Regions from separate parts of the Oryctolagus cuniculus genome. Here all the other regions are linked to region 1. The links are chromatin contacts, called in public Hi-C and Micro-C maps. All regions are on one chromosome and are shown on one strand. Each heading gives the region's core, a stretch centred on a gene start, on an enhancer-like site or on the middle of the called end of the contact. The rest is flanking DNA. Distances are from core to core; before and after follow the strand shown. Region 1 holds the start of WASF2 (WASP family member 2). Region 2 has its middle 13 kb from the start of GPR3. Region 3 overlaps WASF2 (WASP family member 2).

The links. A called contact is a pair of places that touch in the nucleus more often than the background predicts.
Region 2: a contact with region 1 is called in a Micro-C map of ear pinna, with 4 times the contacts expected there. The contact joins the enhancer-like site here to the promoter of WASF2 in region 1. A contact is called at or near these places in 2 of 6 Hi-C or Micro-C datasets (ear pinna and skin fibroblasts).
Region 3: a Hi-C map of psoas muscle shows a contact between it and region 1, with 5 times the contacts expected there. The contact joins the enhancer-like site here to the promoter of WASF2 in region 1. A contact is called at or near these places in 2 of 6 Hi-C or Micro-C datasets (psoas muscle and skin fibroblasts).

What each region holds. Positions count from the first base shown.
Region 1 is chr7:144,070,030-144,074,951 of mOryCun1.1, reverse strand. WASF2 (WASP family member 2) reads right to left here and starts at 1,962. Exons shown (of 9, transcript XM_002716090.5): 1 at 1,763-1,962.
Region 2 is chr7:144,169,868-144,174,789 of mOryCun1.1, reverse strand. No RefSeq gene overlaps it. Among named protein-coding and RNA genes, the nearest start is that of GPR3, 13 kb to the left of the region's middle. Within about 2 kb of position 2,814, at least 2 of the 8 cell types and tissues checked have an H3K27ac peak or open chromatin away from gene starts, as enhancers often do. A contact at or near this core is called in ear pinna, where this site is marked.
Region 3 is chr7:144,153,427-144,158,348 of mOryCun1.1, reverse strand. It overlaps WASF2 (WASP family member 2), which reads right to left. Exons shown (of 9, transcript XM_002716090.5): 3 at 2,933-3,067; 4 at 2,256-2,409. Among named protein-coding and RNA genes, the nearest start is that of GPR3, 29 kb to the left of the region's middle. Within about 2 kb of position 2,523, at least 5 of the 8 cell types and tissues checked have an H3K27ac peak or open chromatin away from gene starts, as enhancers often do.

The DNA.
Region 1 (4,922 bases), core at 713-3,212:
AAATCCACTGATGTAAATCACAGCTAAAGGACAGCCAAAGATTGGCCTACTAATCGTGTTGAGAAAAAGAATTACCCATTGATAAATACGCTGCTCAATGAAAATGTTCTAATCTTGCAAAAATTCATCTGAGGGGTTTAGGATTTAAAGTTATTTCATTCTAGAAGCCAATTTCCGAATGTCTAGCGAGTTACAACTGGCTTTTCTGTGAAAGTAGAGCCTTGGACACAGATAGAGACGGGGACAGCTCTTACAGATATCTGAACAGGAAGAAGAGTTTCACAGTTCTTTCCTTCCTTCCTCCTCTAGTTGTTGCTTTTCTGGTTTTAGAATTTCAAACAAAGAAATACATATTGGCTCCACTGCTAAGAGACGCCCTCTTTCTCAGCAACTTCCTCTTCCAATTTTCTTCTCCACCATTGACACATGAGAACAATACCCACAGCCAGTCCCACCATTGTGATGAACCAAAAGCTCTGAGGTTTGGAAAAATTAAAGGCTGCAATTTATAGTAACCAATGACCTCCTACCCCAAATCTACAATCTTCACTCATCTAGAACTCAGGTAACAGGAACACGAAGAAAAGAACGTGAAGTTTAATCAGAAGCAGGCTACTGAACATTTCACCCCAAGGAATCCAAAGAAATGTGAACTAAGAAATGGGAAATTCCTCTCATCGCAGGAAAACCCAGCCTTCCTCGGGAGGAGGAAAAAGCCACTGGGCCGGCAGCACCCTGAGTCACAGGTCAAGCCTCTTCACCAACGCGTGGTGAACTTTCCTCTGGAGGCCACGGCCCCGGGATGCCACGGAGCTCCCTGGCGTCCTGGCTCCAGAGTGACTTTTTCAGCTCAGAAACGGTCCTTTCGACCTGGACGTGTGCAGACACCACGACCCCGCGCGTGTCTGGGCCAGCCCCCTCCCCCATCTGTGACAAAGCAGACTTCCCTACTGCCGCCTTTTAAGTGAGCAGCGACTTAGTCCTCGCCCTTAACGCTGCTGGCAAGTTCTGCTCTTTACTGGGTGACCCTGGAGAAGAAACTTCACTCCTCTGAAACTCAGTTTCCTATGTGTTAACTTCTCAAAGGTAGCTGCAAAAAACAAGGACCAGAGGCTGGCACGTAGCAGGAAGCCATAAATGTCCCTCCTCTAAACTCTGCTGCCTTCGGGGGCTCCATTCCAATCCCAGCCCCCAAAAGGCCCCAAAGATGCCCTTCTCTTCCCTGATTGTTTGGACAGCCCTACAAAACTGTCCCTCCGGCCGCCTCGCCTCCATGCTGTCAACCACACACACTCGGTCCCTGTCCGGTCCTCCACCTGGCAGCCCAGCGCGCCGGACAAGGAAACTGAGGCTGGGCCTGGGGAAGAACTTGCCCAAGCCCTCGGCCAAGAGCTGCCACCCAACTCTCGTGCGTCCGCTGACAAAACTCTCATTTTACAAACGGGGAAACCGAGGCCCAGAGAAGGAAGTGACTTGCTCAAGATCACACCGACAGAGAGTTGGAGGCAGAGCCGAGTCACGTCGGGGCACTTGCGCGGCCTCTCACACTTGGGGGTCCCTCCAAGTCTCCGAGGGGACTCCGGGTCACCCCCTGAGCTGGGATGGACTAAGACGCCACCCCGCGCTGACCGCTCGCCCGGCCTCCGCCGCAGCAGGAGGCGCGGCACCCTCTCCCCCGGGACCCGGCGCGGCGCGAGAGGGGCGGCCCGGCGGGGGCCCGCGCCTCACCGCGGGGCCCGCCCAAGGGGGACTTGTTGCTCACCTGGCCTCGCGCGGTCGCCCTCAGCGACAAGAAGGGCCGGCCGGCCGCCCCGTCTCCGCACGGGGTGTGGCCCCGCGGACCGCCTCGCGGGCTGCCACACAGCCGGACCCCCCTCAACGCGCTACGCCCCCAGCCGCGCTCGCCCGGCCCGAGTCCGCCATTACGCGATTCCCCGCCCCGGGACGCAGACACACCCCGCCAACCGTCCTGATTGGTTCCCTGCCCCACCCACCGGGCACTTCCAGGCATTCCATTGGCCTGAGTGGAATGCCAGTTAAATAACTACGCAAAAGACGTACCCAAGGGTACTGTCCCGGGAGCTCCACCCGAGCGACTTCCGCAATCAGAGTAAACAGCGGGGCGCAGACCAAGTGAAGTGGGGGTGGAGACTAAGGCAAATCAGCTCCTAAATTCGGAGTAGAAAAATCCCACCCAAGAAAGTCTGAAGTGTGTTAAAAGACGAATTCGTCTCATTAGGGTTCAAAGAAGCTGTATAGTTGGTGGAAGGAAGGGACCAAGCCCGTGAACTTCATGGGATCACCCCTCAAGTTGCAGATAGTTTTGTCCCTTTAGTCTTGAACCGGGCGGGAAGTAAGTAGGGTGGGGAGAGTGAGTCACAGGTTCCAGTCCGCGCGCTGAAGTACCCCACCCGGGGCGAGGGCCCAGCCGGGGCTGGGAGCTGGTTGTCAAAGGCCTAGGTCAGAGGAGCTGGAACCCAGTGCAACGAGCAGCTCAGACTCTCGCAACCCATCTGAGTCTCAGTTTGTCCTTCTGTAAAATAGGCGCCTTGTGTCTGCCTCACATCCTGGGCTGGTTGTTGAGAATTCACGCATGAGTGAGCCTGTGGACGTCTTGTCGATCCCCAAAAGGCTGCGGCTGGATAATGTGAGCCCAAAGATCTCCCTTAGTTCTCTACAGCAACCCTGTAAGGCACATGTCCTCATCTTGCAGAAGAGAAAACGGTATTGTCTCCTGGGTATTGAATGATTCACCCAGCCATGGAGTTCAAACCTGTAGGAAGGGTCTTCAAAAAGGGAGTGGGAGATATGTATTATGAAAAACACTTGGGGCCGACGCTGTGGCCTGGCGGGTTAAGCTGCTGCCTGCAACACCTTCATCCAGTGTGGCCGCTAGTTCCAATCCTGGCTGCTTCACTTTGATCCAGCTCCCGGCTAACGTGCCTGGGAAAGCAGCAGGAGTTGGTCCAAGCGCTTGGGCCCCTGCACCCACGTGGGAGGCCTAGAAGAAGCTTCTGGCTTCTGGCTTCTGGCTTCGGCCTGGCTCATTCCTGGCTGTTGCAACCGTCTGGGGAGAGAACCAGGGGATGGAAGATCTGTCTCTCCCTCTCTGTAACTTTTTATTTGAAAGACAGAGTTACAGAGAGGCAAAGGCAGAGGCAGAGAGAGGTCTTCCATCCGCTGGTTCACACTCCAAATGGCCGCAACGGCCAGAGCTGGGCCGATCCAGATTTTCCATGTGGGTGCAGGGGCCCAAGGACTTGGGCCATCTTCCACTGCCTTCCCAGGCCATAGCAGAGAGCTGGATCAGAAGTGAAGCAGCCGGGTCTCGAACCAGCATCTATATGGGATGACGGCACTGCAGGCAACTGCTATGCCACAGTGCTGGCCCCCTAAATATTTTTTTATAAAAAATATTTATTTTTACTTTATTTTATTTATTTGAAAGGCAGTTACAGAGAGAAGTAGAGAGAGAGAGAGAGCAAGGTCTTCCATCTGCTCCTGCACTCTCCAAATGGCCGCAATGGCCAAAGCTGAGCCTGAGCCAGGAGCTTCTTCTGGGTCTCCCACATGGGTGCAGGGACCCAAGGACTTGGGCCGTCCTTTACTGCTTTCCCAGACACATTAGCAGGGAGCTGGATCGGAAGTGGAGCAGCTCCAACGGGCACCGTATGAGATACTGTCTCTGAAGGCCAGGGCTTTAACGTGCTGTGCCACAACACCAGCCCCTAAATAAAATAAACCTTAAATCTTAAATCTTAAAATAAACAAACAAAAAAAGAAAAAACTATATATATTCTGCACCAAAATAAACTTACCTTTTAATTCATTTTACCATGAACACTTATTTTGAGGTGAGTGCCCTCCTGTCTTTGGCCTTCCATTCCTGCATTTCTGCCCCTCAGGCCCCGCCCCATCCCCTTCCCATTCCAGGAAAGATCTTAAGGGAGCCAGACCAGTCCCTCATCTCTCCAGTCACGGGGCACAGGCAACCCCCAGGCTAGGGTTAGTCACCAAGGTTCCTGAGGAAAAGTGACTTTAGGGGTGTGTCCGAGCTGTTTCTGGGATCTTAGGGATCAAGAGTGAAGAATGGTGGCTGAGGACAGGACACAGCGCTCCAGGAGAGGCAGCGACACCACTGTGGGCCCTAGGCGGGGCAGCCTCCGCGCCAGGTCTCTGCTGTCAGAACAGGGCTCCGTTCACCGCAGGACTGTTTTTCCCAGAAGGGCTGTCTTGGCTGCAATTCCAAGTCCTTTTCCCTCCCTGGAAAGGAAGGAGGCCAAGAAGGGAATGGGAGGGGGAGCAGCCCAAGATGCTAGAAGGGTAGAGACAGCCAAATGGGTGGTGTCCCAGAGCCTCTGTGCCGTCTGCGTTGGTGTCCTCCGGGCTCAGTTTGGGATATGTGGCCTGACAACGAACGGCTATTTAAATCCTAGCTGCGGCTGCCAGGGGCTGGGAGGCGGCTGCGCAGAAGGCAGCGGCTTTAGGGTCAGAGTGACCTGAGTTCGAATCCAAGCCCCACCAGTTTCTAGCTGCGAACTTCACCTACCCCTTTTTTAAAATGGGGGCAACATGGCGATTGCGGGGCAACACTGGGTTCATGGTGGTATTACTGAATTGTGCCTGTCAGGTTCTGGTAGTGATTTATCCATTCCTGGACTCATCCATTCAATAAGAAACCATGAAGCACCTGCGGCAGGAAGGGCAGCCTGCCAATGGCTCAGCTACAGCGGTGAGCAGAACAGGCTCAGGCCTCGTGGATCTCAGTCTTAGAGGAAAAAAGCCTCTTGAAACAAATGAGCATGAAATCAAAACGCAGTAAGGAATGTGGTAAGGAACAAGAAGGCAGGGTACGACATGTATTTTTGAGTGAGCATCAGGCGACGGGGTGGCATCAAAGGAAGCTTCCAGAAGAGGTAATG
Region 2 (4,922 bases), core at 1,565-4,064, 99 kb before region 1:
AGGCACACACGTCCCAACATGTGTGCACACCCAGGCGTACCTGCACATAGGCACAGCACGCACCCGTCTGCGTGCCGGAGCACACACCTGAATGTATATGCATGCTCTTGCACACACGTGTCTGTGCAGACTTAGCTTTGCATGCCCACATGCTCGCGTATCCAGACCCCTCGGTACACCATTGCACACGCAGCCACACACACGCACAAAGCTGTACTGTGGATACAGGTGGGATCCAGACGGGTGCACACAGGCTCGCATTCAAGGACGAGGCTGCTTGTGCACGCCCTTGCACACACAAAGGACACACTCACACATGCTCCCTGCTGCTCAGCAGCTCAGCGCTCTCGCATCCGCCTGCCCACCTTGGCTTCTAGCTCCATGGTGGGGGGGAGGGTAGAGGCACTCCCCTCCCCCAGTCTCATGACAGGCACCTCCTGCTCACCCTGGTGCCTGCCTTCAGCTTCCCAAGCCCCAGGGGTCCCCAGATCCCTGATTAACCCCCTCGCTAATTGGCCTCCAGCCCCTTGACTTTGCTGCAGGCCTGCTCTGGAGCTGGGAGCAAGAGGCTGCAAATTGGCCAGGCAGGGTGGGTCTGGGGAATAGTGTGCGTGTGGGGGGCGAGCTCAGTGATGGCTGGAGCTGGGTGGGGCAGCCCCTATCCCAAGGCCAGGGAACAGTGACGTCCTGCACTCTTGGGAGGGCTCCTCTATGACGCCTATGTGTATAGTCTCAGGAAGCCATCCCTGCACACACACACCCACCGGCACTGCGTGTACACACATTCCACACCACCGGGACACCAATGGGGGTGAATATTTGCACCTGCAAAGTACACTCAGAACAGAGCGAGTGTGCGTGTGAGCACAACCCACTTGACAGGCAGACGCCGTGTGCATACACCCAGGAGCACACACCCCCAGCAGCCACACTAGTGCCGTCACGGGCATGCATACCAGTCCATGTCACAAAAATGCCTGTGAGGGCTCCCCTGTTCATGCTGGTAGGCATGCACACACCTGCATACAGTGGCGTCAGTGCCGTGCACACACCACTCCTATGCGTGTACATGCACACCGAGTGGCCACAGGCTAGGGAAGACCTCCTTCCGCCGGCCCCTGCCTTGGGGATGGCAAGAGGCGGGCTCCACCAGGCCGAGGTTGCCTTTCCCCAGCCCCCGCGCCGCACACCTAAGCCTGGGATCTCCTCTGGGACCCCCTGCGAGCCTTCCGGCAGCTATAGGGACCTTGTCAGGGCTCCCAGACAGAAGGGCAGAGCCTCTGGCTTGAGCCACTGCACTTCCAGCCCCAGAGGCTCTGGGCCCAGGCCCTTGGGGTGCTCCACTCTCTTTGGGGCAGCCTGAAGCACTGGAAGAATAGGGGTTTCTATTTTCACGTTTGCTGTCAGCTTACTGTGTGACTTAGGCAAATTACTGCACCTCTCTGTGTATTTCCTCACTGTAAAATGGAAATAAAAGGTACTGAGTCGGTAATCCCTCCAAGGCGGCCCCGAGGAGCCAATGGGGTTGTGTTGAACAGATCTGCCTCACTCAGGCACGCGTACCTGGGAGGGGCCCCAGTTCCCAAGATGGCAGACGCCGTCACCATGGTCAGCTCCTTGTTGGAGTGGCCTGAGGAAGCTGAGGCCCAGAGAGGCATCAGTGACGCGGGAGCTGAAGACTTGCCCTGACTTCTCAGCCGGAAGTCTACTCTGAGTCTACCACGTGTGCCTGTGGAGTGGGCATGCGCGGGCGCAGGCGCGAGCTGGCTGCTGGCTGCAGTGGGAGGGGTCCGGGAAGGACCCCCGTCCCCACTACTAGTGGCCCTGCTGTCATCAGGGACTGACGATCCTACCATGACCAGCTCCTTTGGCTGTCACAGGCTTATTTTTGTCCTCAAGCTTCAAGAACACCCTCTAGACACCCACATCCCTGGTTGCTGAGGGCTGTCCAGGGGGAGCACCTGAACCTGTTGCTCCCCTCCCAATCTAGGAGGGAGCTAGGGGACAACACCCCAGAGCAGAACTTCCAGAAAAGGCTACCAGGTTGCCCTGGCCACCAGACGGCCAGGAGGGGGCAGTGAGGAACAGGCAGAGGCAGCGAGCAGGGAGGGTGGCTCTGAGGATTGCGTGTGTTCCTTTGACTGCAGGCTGCCTTCGGTCCCGATCCGCACAGGGGCAGGGGCCATGCACCACGTGTGCTTGTGTCCCTCGGCCTGGGTGCTCTGTGCTCCCACTGATAGGTGCGTCTTCTCCGCAGACACGCGTGTGGGGTGCACCGAGGCCCAGCCCGTGCCTAGGGGACCCATTTTGCTCTCAGGTAGCTGAGGGTGCAGGGTGCTTGCCGCCCTGAAGTCTAGGCTGCTCTCCGTGGAGCTCGCTGATTTCAAAGTGAACGGAAAGAAGCGTCACCTGTTACTGCACCTGCAGAGCCGGGCACCCGTGGTGGGGGTCACGAGAACTGAAACCTTTCACACGCCCCCTCCAACACAGAAGGGCACGATTCTGGAGGCAGATCCACCGAGCTGTTAAACCCGCCCAGGGGGACAGCGCGCAAGCCCCGGCTGGAGACCCGGGTCCGACCCACGGCTCCGCGCCGGCCAGCTGCACGCTCTCGGGCACCGGGCACCTCACCTCCCCTGTGCGAGCCTGCTTTCCTCAGGCCTAAGACGGGGAACCCTTGCCTCTCAGGACGGAAGTAAGGCACGTGCGGTCTTCAGCGGGCGCTCACTAAGTGCTCATCTCCTCAGGATCAGCCCAAAGAGGTGAAGGGCCCTGCACAGGGCCACAGCTCCCGGATGGCGGAGCCAGAACTCAAGCTCAGGCCTCTCTGGCTTCCCAGAACCACATTCCTTCCCTCCGACTCCCCAGCAAGGGCGGCTCCCGACACCACCATTTTGTCTTCTGCCAGGGCGGGCGTCTGGCTGCTTGTCAGTCACCGGCCTCGGGCAGCCAAGTGCTGACTAAACACAGGCCCGAGCAGGAGGGTGGAGCGGAGGGGCTGCAGGGCGAGCGGCTCGCGCCCCCCTCCCCGGCACCCCCGGCTCCCGCGATGAGCTCAGAGCGGCTGGCGCAGCACTTGCTGACAATTCAGAACTTCGGCCCCCTCTCCTGGGACGCCAGTGGGTGACTCTCTCTCAACAGCAGGCGTGACCCGCGGAGTCACCAACCCTGCTCCCGCCCCTCCCGGGGGCCACCCCACTGCCTCTGCGGGGCCCGGAACTGGGTGTCTGCTCATAAATTACCCCCAGGGACAGTTACCCGCAGCAGCTGTGCTGGGAACAACCGTTGCTTCCTGGGTAGGTCATTTTTTTGGGTCAGAATCTAAACCCAGCCCCCTCGCCTTCCTCAGGCAGGAGAGGGGCGTGCAGCAGCCTAAACCTTTTATCGGATTCCATTGTAAATCGCTCTATTTAAGGTAAGTTGCCTGGGTCTGAGAGGCAGACAAGATGCCGGCCAGATGTTGGGAGGCAGCATCAGCATTCAGCCAGCGCTCCTTTCACGGCGCAGGAGTTGCCAGCGGCCTGCCTCCCCAGCCCTGCAACCCCTCTTCCTCGGGTGGGGGGCCTGGGCTGACAGGTTCCCCAGCCTTGGTCTCCTCCCAGACCAAAATGGTTTCCAGCCCGCTCCGCCTCCAGTGCGGGGTCTTTATCCTGGCCTCCTACCTCTTGTGCCCACCCACCCAGGAAGCCCTCTTGACACAGCCCCCTCCCACCACCCCCCTTCCAGTTGCTCCTCCTAATCTCTTAGCCCATGAAAACAACTCACACACACCAGGGGTGACTGAGTGGCTACAAAGACTTTATCAGATGATTTTAAACATTGGCATTTCAGGACTCATGTGTATACATAAAATGGTTACACGGAACCTGCAGGTCACCAGGGCACAAATGTGGTACACACGTGAGCCTGGCAGGAAGCGAATGAGACCAAAAAACTGGCCGTCCTTCTAAGGGTCTACAAACCAGGCAGAAGAGGCAAGGGTTGCGTCAGGGTCTAGCTTTGCCCTACTACGCAGATCACTCCTGTCTGTGCTCAGGAGGAGGGGCCTGCTGGCAAACTGTATCCCACTCCATACTCACTCACTCCCTAAAATCTCACCGTGGCAAACACACCCAGGAACCCACTGGAATATGTCCTTATAAATATATTTATATCAGAGAAAACAAGGCACTTTGGGAGCATTACGGCTTACTCTCCTACATGTACATCATTCTAGACAGAAAGTAAAAATTGGTTAGTTTCTCAAGTGAATTAGCTGAATAACGTTAATACAATAACAAAATTGTTCCCTAGCCCTCACCGAGGCACTGTTAAAGTGAACGTGGCAGCAGGCACAGAGTGAGGCACATTTCTGTGCGACACCTGGTCCCAGGTCAGCTGGACCCCAGCCAGGTTCAAAGCCTGACCTCCCAGGAAGCCCAGTGTTTCTCAGGAGCAAAAGGCACCCCCTCCCCCACCCCCTGCAGCCTTGGAACCCCGCCCCCGCCTGGGACCTCAGGTTGGTGGGGGCTGCAGTGGGAGGCGGTGCTACAGCAGAGCCCGACACGGTGGGAATGCTCAAGCAGGGTCACCAAAGCCACAGAGACCTCAATCTGTCCAAGCTGGCGCTGCAGTCAGAGGATCGGCGCCACGGGAAGAGATTTCACATTAGCCCTGACAACACCGCCTCGGCTCTGCGGTGACATTGGCCAGGGTCGTTTCTGAGGGCACTCGAGCTTCCATTGGAGGCAAGCTGGAGCTTGGGCCAGCTGCTCTGAGCCTCCCAGGGACACACACACCACACACACACACACACACACCCCACCCCCCCCACCCCCGCTTCCCCGGGCTGCTCCTTTGGAATGAAATCATCTCAGGACCAAGGCAAAGCCACAAGTCACTTCTGACACTGCCGATGGGAAGCTGGGCCCTTGGGCCACAGG
Region 3 (4,922 bases), core at 1,274-3,773, 83 kb before region 1:
ACTTAAATGCCCCTGAATGGCACCTCTCTCCTCATTTGGCTTTTTAAGAACCTTAGCCTTACTTTTAATTCCTGGTAGAGGGATTTGCATGGTCAGGGCAAGAACAGACTACAACAGCAGGAATTCTGATGATTTCTACTCATTTGCATGGCCACAGACATCTCCCTAAAGGTATCTGGAGAGCCTGGCACAACAGAGGGATTTCTGCCACTGGTTTCCCTTTCCCTTCCAATTCCCCAGGACTCTCCAGGAAATGATAGGGGCTTTCCACCCACCTGAAACCCGGGCATACACATGCAGGATCTTGTGTGTACATACACACACACACACACACACACACACACACCTCAGACATACATAACTGTGCACATGTGCTTGCTGTTACTCCTCTGCACACAGATAACCACAGCACCTCACCTTCTTGTTCCCTCTTAGCACAGCACAGCATCCATACCCCCAACCACAAGGGGGCCCTGGTGAGAACAGATGGTCAGCTGTTTTAAGAACCTAAGACTTATCACTCACTATCTTTAGTAGCTACAAAAGTAATACAGAGTGCACTGTGAGTCATTATAAACTAGTGGCCAAACCCAACGACCCTGGTTGGAATCCCACTGTCCAGAAAGCATGGCCTTCGGGGGGAACACTTATTTTAATATTATTCTGGGGCTGGTGGTGTGGTGTAGCAGGTAAATCTGCTGCCTGCAGTGCCAGCATCCCATATGGGCTCTGGTTCGGTCCCAGCTGTTCCACTTCCAATCCGGCTCTCTGCTATGGCCTGGGAAAGCAGTAGAAGATGGCCCAAGTCTTTGGGCCCCTGCACCCACATGGGAGACCTGGAAGAAGCTCCTGACACCTGGCTTCAGATCAGTGCAGCTCCAGCCATTGCGGCCAACTGGGGAGTAAACCAGTGGATGGAAGACCTCTCTCTCTCTCTCTCTGCCTTTCCTCTCTCTCTCTCTCTGTGTAACGCTGATCTTCAAATAAATAAATAAATCTTTTTTTTAAACTGTAAGACTTTACAGTAACTCTTGTTCTGAAGGAGATACACCACTGCTTTCTTGCTTCTGTTAAGCCAACTCCAGATACCTAAGAAGAGACGCTAATTCTGCTATTGTATGTTACAAAGGAAAATGCCATTAACTGACAAAATTCTCTTCATGTCATTTGTTTATTCCATCCTATGCAACACATCAGCTGTGTGATCCCATCCTGTCTCAAAACCGTGTCCCTGAGTCAGCTGGACTAAATAAATGATGGAGGCTGCAGAGTCCAAACTGTCCTGCTCTGCTAGCTGGTCCCTTGGAAAGCTAAGGGCAAACAAAATGGGGAGTTGCCATATATGTGAGAAGCTTCCAGGCCCCCTAAATCAGGCTGGCATCCCTGAATTTCACAGGGATACACCACACACATTTCTGCTCTTCGGTGTAGCCATGCCTGATAGCAGACATCTGCCTCCAGCTATCTGTTACCTGTAATTACTTCTTACCTGTTCCAAAGATATTTATGAATGCAAGCAAAATAAACATTCACCTTCTGACCCTCTCCAGTGTTTGTGTGTGTGTGTGTGTGTTTGTGTGTGTGTTTTTTTTTTTTTTGCAGAATGACAACACTACCAAACCACCAGAGGGGAGGGGCTTTAAGTCATCTATAAGGCAACCTTCTTTTTCAAGACCAGTCACAGCAAGGCAGGCCTTTTCAGAAGGAAATGTCAAAAGGATGTTCAAAACACAGTGAACGAAACTCCTCTGGAAGAAAGCCAATTGCTCCTTAAGCTTTGGAAGGACCTCTCTGGGCCAGAGCAGCCAGCGCATGCGGCAGGCCCCACTAACACGCCCAAACATCTGGTAACCTAGTGGTTTCCAAGTCAGTGGGAGCCTTGCTAGCATGCTGCCCCTGGGATCCACGTTGTAGGACCGCCTTTATAACAAAAGTCCTTTTTGGTTCTATAATAACTAAATTCCTTGGATGGAATCCAAGATGGACCTGGTTTATACCAAATTAAACTCTGCAGGATGCAATGTTACAGCAAACTTTCAATATATATTATATTCACTATGAATTTCAGAAACCAAACAATAATAAATGACAACTGTTCACAGGGTAAACTGTAGCTTCTGTTGCCACAAGCCACTCTGGGATGGGGAGTAAGCTTTTTGATAGACTCTTCTGATGTAAACAACATCTTCAGATAAAAGAGCCTAGTGCTGTTTGTGGTTCAGGCTGGAAAAAGGAAGGAGCCAGCCAGCCGTTACCTGTATGGGGTAAGATTGTTGAGAGGGGGAGGAGTATCACAGGTATTATATGTTTCCAAGACAGGCACTGGGAGAGAGTTTCTGTCAAAGAGCTTCTGGTCCTGAATGGTGGAGCTTCGGAAGGCCTTTCGGGTGTTGATTCCTTGCAGCGACACTGAGAGGAGAGGGAAGGCGTTAGAAAATGGACGACAGGCTGTCTGAGCAAACACTGAGTCACCCCAGTCGGAGAGGCCTCAGCTGCTGCATTTCTTGGCTGCGGCTGTCTGCAGCCAGGTTTTTTTTTTTTTCCTTCCCCTCTGGGGAAGCCCCACAAGGCTGTCAGCAGCCCAGCCATTTCACGACTGAACAAAATGAGGCAACACAAAGGTTTACTATGTGGCCAGATAGACCAGGCCTCTCCTAGGAGGAAGGAATCTTCCAAGTACTTTTATGGTAGCAAAATACAATTGAGAGAAGGGAAATTTGAGCGCTGGGGAACTGGGGGATTGGGAGAAAGAGAGTGTGTGGGGGTGAGGCAGAACTTAAAAGGTTTCTTTACGCCACCCAGGCTTGTCATTTCAGAGCAGAACTCCATAGGTTTCTGTGATTTTTTTCCCCTTGCTTTTTTATAAATTAGGGGGAAAAATTCGAAGAAACTGCTCAGCAGAGCCTGCAAATGCTGAGCTCAGCTTCCTTACCTTCTTCTTCCTTGGGATCCAGCTGAGTGACTTTAACTTGTAGTCGGTCAACCCTCTCAGCAAGGGAGCTTACCCGAGAGGCAAAGGTTTTTGCCTGAGTAAAGAGCTCTCCAAAAATGTCCTCTGCATATTTACCTGCAAAAAGCAAAGAAACCAAGTCACCAGTGCACAGAAGTGACAAAAATGGTCAGGAAACTGGCTACCAAGGCCGGCACGACCCATCCCCATACACTGTCCCGCACCCCCCCGAAGGGAAGTGCCACACTCGAAGAATCTGCTTGCTCTGAGAGATAAAGATACTTTCTCCTTAGCTTCGGCAGTCTGTAGAGAGCACAGCCTTCCTGGATAACTGGACAGTCATGAAACTTGAAACAGGCTGAATAAAACTGAAAGGTGTAATGCAAAAAATTGATGTTGGAAGAGCAGACATATTTGCTTACAGCCCTAGCCCCTTGCTTTTCTATAAAATCACCTGGTAAAATGGTTCTGGAAAACAGACTGGGAGTTAAGAGGACCTTCTGGGTGCCTACAATTAATATGATAAGAAATATCCTCCTCAATGGAGCCACAAAAATGCAATGAACAAGCGTGATGAGTCATGGTATCTTCCAGGGCCCTTGAATTTATCAACAATCCACAAGCAGAGATGTGTAACTTCTCTGAAGGGGTGAAAGGTTACTTTATCTTTTATAACCTACAACTTTCAAAGTCTTTGTTCTGGGTTGCAACCCTTCAAATCTACATCTTAGGGAATAAGTGAAAAGCTGAAAATTTCAAGCCCTCCCTGAAAAACAACATACCAGCGGTCTCTTTCCACAATGTCTTGTTTTTTACAAAAAGAAAAGAGTTCTGTGCTTTCAACCCTGGAATGCAAGGAGAATTTGCAGCCAAAGAAACATAACAGCAATTTGACACTACCTCCATATTGTCATTCCAAGCCACAAGGCATATTCTTCCTAGGAATGAAAAGCGCTGCATAGGAATAAAGACACCATCTGAGCTTTGATTTGCAAGGTGAAGGCAGGCATAAGCAACCTGGCCCAACCAAAAGATAACTTTTCTGGGACCCACATAAGCAGGCTCTGATTTTTAGCTTCTAAGCTACATTTAGGCCTAAGTCCTCATCTCAAGGGGAAGAATTCGTCTGAGAAGTCGAAACAGAACCTGTAGTGTGGCTGAAGCTCACCTTCTAGTATAACATGGAGAGAAAGAAGACCAATCAGCTGCATAGTTTGATTTGCTGGTAAATGAAAGTCAATAAGGGCTTCTAATCAGGAAGGAGCAAGTCCCACATACTGAATGGTTCTGTTATCTGAACAATACGGAAGCTCCCTGCTCTGCTCGAAGGTCTCACACTGGAGCCTCATCTCTACTCTGCAGGTTGGAGGACCTGTCTGATCCCGGTCCATAATATGGCTAAGATCCTATAAAACCACACTGCATCATGCTCATCCTGGCAATGGAAAATTGTGTTTGGAAGGCTAAAGCAGAGAAAGGTGCAACATTATTCGTGGAAAATAAACCAGGTTCAAAAATATCCATCTGTTCTGAAGGAAAAGAAAGCCTGCACCAATTTACCCCTCGGTCACCAAGAGAGTACCAGGGTTTTCTGCTCCTCAGCCAAGAGGGCAATGACAGTAGGAGTTGTGGCTTGGGGTAGCACAGCCGTTTTCCAGATAAAATCTTACAAAGCACCCTAAACTGGGGTAACAATGAGCTCTCCTGTTGAAGAGGGAAGAGGGAATGAGGTGTTGTGAAGGCTACCCCACTGTCACCTCACGTCAGGCAGACTCAAAGGACACTACAAGACATGGAAAGAGCAGCAGACATCGCGGCAGAAAATCTGGGTTAAGTTTCAGCTTTCTATTTAGTCCTGTGTACTCAGCAAGTCACAATCTCTCAGACTTAGTTTCCTTACCTGTAAAACGCAGACAACTATATTTCACCATGTTATAGATGATTTTCATGTATTATTATTATTTTTTAAATT